2 separate regions of the Zea mays genome follow, and region 2 is linked to region 1. The links are chromatin contacts, called in public Hi-C maps. All regions are on one chromosome and are shown on one strand. Each heading gives the region's core, a stretch centred on a gene start, on an enhancer-like site or on the middle of the called end of the contact. The rest is flanking DNA. Distances are from core to core; before and after follow the strand shown.

What was found. A called contact is a pair of places that touch in the nucleus more often than the background predicts.
Region 2: a Hi-C map of leaf shows a contact between it and region 1, with 6 times the contacts expected there. The contact joins the promoter of LOC103626912 here to the promoter of LOC103626911 in region 1. A contact is called at or near these places in 3 of 25 Hi-C or Micro-C datasets (ear and leaf).

Annotation. Positions count from the first base shown.
Region 1 is chr5:135,110,514-135,113,832 of Zm-B73-REFERENCE-NAM-5.0, reverse strand. It overlaps LOC103626911 (F-box protein At3g58530-like), which reads left to right and starts at 1,784. Exons shown (of 12, transcript NM_001301565.1): 1 at 1,784-2,062. The coding sequence starts at 1,904.
Region 2 is chr5:135,292,738-135,296,056 of Zm-B73-REFERENCE-NAM-5.0, reverse strand. LOC103626912 (probable lactoylglutathione lyase, chloroplastic) reads right to left here and starts at 1,524. Exons shown (of 9, transcript XM_008647263.3): 1 at 1,339-1,524; 2 at 1,052-1,232; 3 at 848-972; 4 at 657-721; 5 at 355-567; 6 at 187-234; 7 at 1-76. The coding sequence starts at 1,438.

The sequences.
Region 1 (3,319 bases), core at 535-3,034:
AAAACCTCCACTACGAAACGATGCGCCGGGAGGCGAAGGCCGGCAAGGAAAAACGACTCAAACACAACCAACTCGCCCTCAGGCTCAGGGATTTCCTCGGCGCCCGGAACCCGCCCAACACCATCGTCGAAGTATCCAAGTTGTTGCATCTCCTGCACGCAAACCGAGAAAATCCTCGACACGCCAAACTCCACGGTGTGGCCCAGCTGCAACTCCGTTGCCACCAAATCACTTAGGGTATCCTCGGACGACGGACCGATCGACGACGCACTCGAAGCAGATGAGGAAGAAGACATTGCTACATATCGTCGGCGGCGGCGTGCGGTCTGCTTGACACGGGCCAGATTTCTGAAGCAGGAGGGCAGACGAGCGGGTTGAGAAAGTTAGGATTTCTACGATGCATGCAACGGGTAAAAGATAGTCTCGACCGCGCCGCCCCCTTTTATAGACAGGACGCGACGCTTCGGGAAGCCCTTAGTCCAACAGTAACACATCCATCAACTGTCACATTTCAAAAAAAACCCGCGGGACCACTTCGAGCGAGGGCAGCGTCTCCACCATCTAGCGACATCTTCGGCACCAGATGACTTCGTCGAACTGGCTCCTCGGAGGGCAAATGTTGGGGCGTAGGCGAACACGCTACCCTTCGCTCCATGCCTTCGTGACGAAGACCACATCCACAGAGCGCGCCCGAGCAAGCTGGAGGCGTCGATCGGAGGAAGATCGACGCGGTCCCCTTTCGTCCTCTACAAGGCAAGACAAAGGCTCTATCGAAGTCTACTAGTCCCACGCCCTCACCGTGCGGGGAGGCCCAGGTGGGATTTGGCCCACTGTAACGGGCCCCGCGTGGATAAGTGTATTATGGGCCGCGTCTATAATAGCCTTTCCTGTAATGACAGTATGTAACCTCCTCCTGTGGGAATATTCTAGGGACAGACAGGGTACTCGAGGGCATAAACGTCTTTGACAATTGACGGGTGGCCGCTCGAGTACCTATAAATACCCCCGTATAGTGCCCGTGAGAGGCCAGACCAACATAGCTTTTGCCATCCCGCATTAAACTTTGCTTGCGCTCGTTCCACTCCCCCGTTGGATCAACTTGCCCAGGAGAGCAAGTTCCAACACTCGCCCCTACTCTCTCTCACTCTCCTCGCTGTTTGAGCCACCGCCGCCGTCGCTGGAGTTCGCCACACCGTCGCCGGAGCCCGTGGAGCTCGCCGGAGCTACGCACCCGTCGTACCGGAGCTACGCATCCGTCGTACCGGAGCTACTCTTGTGGTTTTTATTATGTCAATATTGGAACGGTGAGAGGCTCCAACTTGTGGAGATTCCTCACAAAAGGGAAACATCTACTAAGGAAGAAAACCGTGGTATTCAAGTGGATCATTGGATCGCTTGAAACGGATCGAGTGCAACCCTCGTCCATTGGGACGCCACAACGTGAAAGTAGGCAAGTGTCCTACTTGGCCGAACCACATGATAAAAATCGCTGTGTCACCTGTTATTATTCTTGTGTGATTCTCTCTACTTCTATTCACTTGATAATTTCTCTAAATTTAATACTCACTTTGTGAAGAGCAATTAAGTAAAGAAGTCACATCTTTCTCTTTAGACATAGCACATTGATTTTGATTTCACTAACATTTCATAAACCAAGTTTGTGTTATTTAGTTTTAATTTTTATAGGTATTCACCCCTTTAGGTGCTCTCATAAATACTATTCTATGGTTTTGCAATAGAACTGTAAAAATACGTGGCTACCAATACTCGAACAGGGCCTAATGTGTAGGCATGGCACTAGGTTGGATTTGGGCCTAAACAGGCTTTGGTGGGACATCCACATCCTTGTCCGCGGCGAAACAAAATTTCCCACAGCGAGCGAGGTTCCCCTCCCGACTCGGTGATGGCGGCGCCGGCGGCGGACGAGGCATGGTGCCGGAAGACGGTGCCACGGGTGATGGAACTGGTGTGTCGGCGCCTTCCGCAGCGGGACGCATGCGCGCTGCTTGCTGTCAGTCCCTGGTGCTACCGTGCCCTCGTTGCTAACTCCAGGCTCTGGGAGGTGCGCATCGCTTGACAATCCCTAACTTCCGGTTCTGCTTCTGTTACCAGTTTTAGCTGGTTTAATTGGAATCGTTGCTGTCGATGTTTAAGCCCTCACTCACCTTAGCTTTGGCCGAAGATTATTTTTTTTAACACGAGGCCAACCTCTATTCCATTAACGGCTCATTTGGATCCTTGGAATTGAATTCCATTCTAATAACATCCCGTTTGGATCTTTAGAATCGAATTCCATTCTAATAATAATAATTTAGGCACATATCAATTAAGCTAATTTGGTTTTATACTAAATATATTTATATACTATTATTAGCAAGATGTCGGATATATTTATGTGCTATATTTTTACTATAAAGGAGTGAGTCAATAAAGGAGTAAGTCAAAGAGTGTCCTATAAGTTGTAGAGTAGAAACAAATTCTACTGAGACATAAAATCATTTCGCATCTTCCACCCATGAATTTGAGATAGGCTTATATCTGAACTTTAGAAAGTGGTGGGATATTAAATTTCAAGCTAAAAAGGTTACTTTATTAAGTAAATTCCAATTCCTCTAAAATGAATAAATCCAAACGCCCCGTAATAGTAATTTAGGCAAAGTTCAATTAAAATAATATGGTTTACTTTTATGTGAAATATATTAGCAATATAAGGGAGATGTTTACGTGCTACATTTCTACTGTATAGGAGTGAGCATAAGAGCGTTTTATAAGTTATAGAGTAGAAACATATTTCGTTGATGCATAAAATCATTTCCCATATTTTACCCCATTAATTTAAGATAAGTTTATATCTTAGCTTTGAAAAGTGGTGGAAAGTCAAATTCTAAGCGATTACTTTATTAAGTAAATTTTAATTCCTTCAAAATGAATAAATCCAAACGGCCCGTAACAGAAAACGGAAATTCAGAAATATTCAGGTTTAGAGACAGAAAACAGAAGCAAGCCATACAGAGTGTCCCTGAGCAGCTAGAGATCTGCCTCAGACAACTAGCTACACAAGAAAAAAGCCTGCAACAAGTGAGAGAAGTTTGATATGCTTAACCGACTGCTACACCTGAGCAACAAAGCACCCAAAAGGCCAAAAGTGTGTTCTGTTACAAGAAGAGCAAGATAAGAGAAAGCATCAGCCACACTAGCGATTCCCAAAGAGAGAGATCTTGATGAAGTTCCGAACCGCCAGTCACTATTCTTCATCCCTTTCAGCAACATCCTCCAACTGCATTACGTGATCTGCTTGACTTGACTCCATCAATAGCCT
Region 2 (3,319 bases), core at 275-2,774, 180 kb before region 1:
TGACACCATAGTTGTAGGTCAGCTCCAGCACCGCGTCCTTGTCTTCAGGGCCGTAACCCATCATTGCCACTGTGTACTGCAGAAGCAATCCGGGGGAATCCATGGCGTGACACAAGCTATTTGGCAGCAATTACATAATAACTAGCTAACAGATTATTGATGCCTTTTGCAACCCCGCATCATCACCTTGTACTCAGGGCTATCTCGCTTCCGGAGCAGTTCCATGCCGCAGGCCTGCGCTTTATTATTTGGGATAGATCAAGAGTAGTGTGTATATATATGTAGTGATGATTTTTTTTTGGACAACAAAGGATATGGAGCTTATATATGACAACAAAGCCTACACCTACTTACCTTCTCATAGAAGCTTATGGCACGGTCAAGGTCGCCGACGCGGAGCATCACCTGGCACAAGGGCTCCGGAGTTCCAGGCCTCTCGATGATCTCAAACTTGTAGCCGTCGGGGTCCTCCACGAAGGCGATGACGGTCTCGCCGCCCTTGACAGGACCGGCCTCCCTGATGACCTTTCCAGCCTTTGCTCTTATGAGCTCTACTGTCTTGGCCACCTGTTTCACGAATCATCCAGATGATCCCAAGCATGGTACGTTCTCTATTCTAACTCATCGATGGAGCAGTCTTAGGTTCGCCATCTTACGTCCTCGACTGCGATGCCGAAATGGCCGAACCCTTCGCCTATGTCATATTTGTCAACCCCGTAATCTGTGAATGGATTCAGCAAGATCAGGAACCTGGAAACTGCAGACTACACAGTACAGGGGCCAGAAGGGGGGGGGGGGGGGGGGGGGGGGGGGGGGTGAGGGATGCCGACTGACTGAGCGCACTGACTGTAAGTGAGCTCGACGACGAAATGCGATTCCTCGGGCCCGTACCCGAGGAACGCGTTGCTGTACTTCTCCTCTGGAATGTCCCTCTTCCTGAGCAGCTTCATCCCCAGGCACTCGGTGTAGAACCTGCACTGCGTTATTGGATCATCAGACCAGCAGGGCCGGGCCGACGAGCTGTTCCAGTTCAGAATTCAGAGGCGAGTACTTGATCGTCTTGTCGAGGTCGCCGACCCGGTAGACGACGTGGAGGAGGCGGCGGTTGTCTTTCTTCGCCCAGGAGATGGCCTCGTCGGCCGAGGTCCTGGGCTTTGCCACGGCGCTGGCCTCGCTCCTGGTCAGCCTCAACGGCCTCGTTCCAGCCACCTGCTCCGGCTGCAGCGCCGCACCTGCTTGCAATGAATTAAAAAAAACACACACACACACACAGCAGGTCATCAGCTATAGCTGCGGTGCTACTGCTACTGCCACAGTCGAGGGACGAGTGGTGCTCACCTGCGGCAGCGGTGGAGAGGAGCAGCGACCTCCGGGGGACGGGCGTGGCCGCGCAGGCGACGGTCCCGCGGCCGGCGGCCACCGGTAGTAGAGTCCTCATGGCAGTGTCTGCTGGCCGACCCGGTTTGCTTGGCGCCCCTTTCTCGTGCTATCCTCAATGTATTTGGTTTGGACAACTGTCGCCGCCACAGGCCGTTGGAAGAAGAGTTGTTGAACTAGTCAAGACACCTGTCAATATATGGGACAATGGGACCCGCGCAGAGCTGTAAAGTTGGATCTCACAGGAATGACCGCATGCAGCCCTGCACCCGCCGCTCCGAATAGGTTCTGTTGACACCACAGGGTTTATACTTTATACTGTACATGTCCAAACGGTCGGGCCTAACGGGTAGCCTGAAGTACGGCACGAGTTAAGTCCGATCCGCACTCGGCACGAGTTAGATTCGATCCGCACTCAGCACGGCACGGTACTTGACGGGCTCGGGCCAGCTCGGCACGACACCCGGGCCGTGCTTGGGTCTGAGTCGGGGCACGCCGTGCTGAGCCCGAGCACGACCCGTTTAAGGAATAGGCCCATTCGAGGCCTGACCAAACGTCAAAATATCTCTCCCCCGTCCCCGTTACCCACCGCCGAGCCTTCCTTCCACATTTCACTCACGGACTCACCTCTCCTCTCTCGGTCGGCCCTCGCCCTCTCTGTCACACATGCCCTCTCTGGATCTCCTTCGTGGACGCTCCGGTGGCTCCGTGGATCTATGCATTGCGCTCGTCGGCCATCGATCGTCGTTGTCCTCTTGCTCCGATGAGCCGACATAGCCCCTGTCTGTAAGTTCGACTACTTCTCGGCTTCTCCTAACCCTAAACCTAAACTGGTGAGTGTTGGTCGCCGGCGACTTTCCGGTGCTCTTGCTCTTGCGATTTGTTCTTAGATCTCTTGTTTCCTCTTGCCCTCTCTGTCTCGCTTCTTCGTTTAGGGTTTAGGGTTTGTGCCTCCCCGCATCTGTGCGACTGTGCATGCCTCTCCGGCTCTCCGTCTTGCTTCTTTGTTCGAATCTGCTCCGCCTATACTCGTCCAATCCTCCCCAACCTCAAGCAACATCAGCTCTGCCCCTCTGGTTGCCCCTCGTCGACGACTCCGGTGCTTCGGCCACTCAGGTGAAGTTCTATTTTCCTAGATCTACTACCTTTGTGCTCTTTATTTTGATATTTTGTATTTTATTTCTATGATTTGAAGGTCGTTGAGGAACCAGTGACGTCGTTGAGGAGACGGTCAAGTATCCCTCCATCTCCATGGATCTTGATCCGGACGCCGAGGCGGCAGAGCATGAGCTTGAGGATCACAACGAGCGTCTAGATGAGTTGGCCTTGTTTGGAACTAGCACTGGCACTGACAGCAATGCAAATGTGGCCATAGATGTTGACGCGGCGCCCATGACTGCCTCCTCGAGCCCCACTGCCACTGGTGATAGCACTGCCCGTGACAACCGGCCTATGAAGAGGCTAGCGACATCTAGGGTTTGGGATGACTTCGAGGAAGTAACTGGGATCGACGACAAAGGTAAGAAGGTAAGGATCTCTGCTATTTGCAAACACTGCAAATGTACCTTGTCTGCTAGATCTTCATCTGGTACTGGACACTTACTTAGGCACCAAGAACATTGTAAAGCTAAAATTGAACATGACCGAGCAGACATAGTTCAGTCAGTCCTTCAATTTAATCCTGATGGGTCTATGCAATGTTGGGAGTATTCTGCTTTGGTTGCATGAACTGAAATGTGTCGATTGATAGCTAGAGAGGATATGCCTTTATGTTTTGTTGAGTCCGATGCTTTCCATGAGTATATTACCTGTCGGGGACCATAATTAGGGGTACCCCCAAGACTCCTAATCTCAGCTGGTAACCCCCATCAGCACAAAGCTGCAAAGGCCTGATGGGCGCGATTAAGGTCAAGGCTCAGTCCTCTCAAGGGACACGATCTCG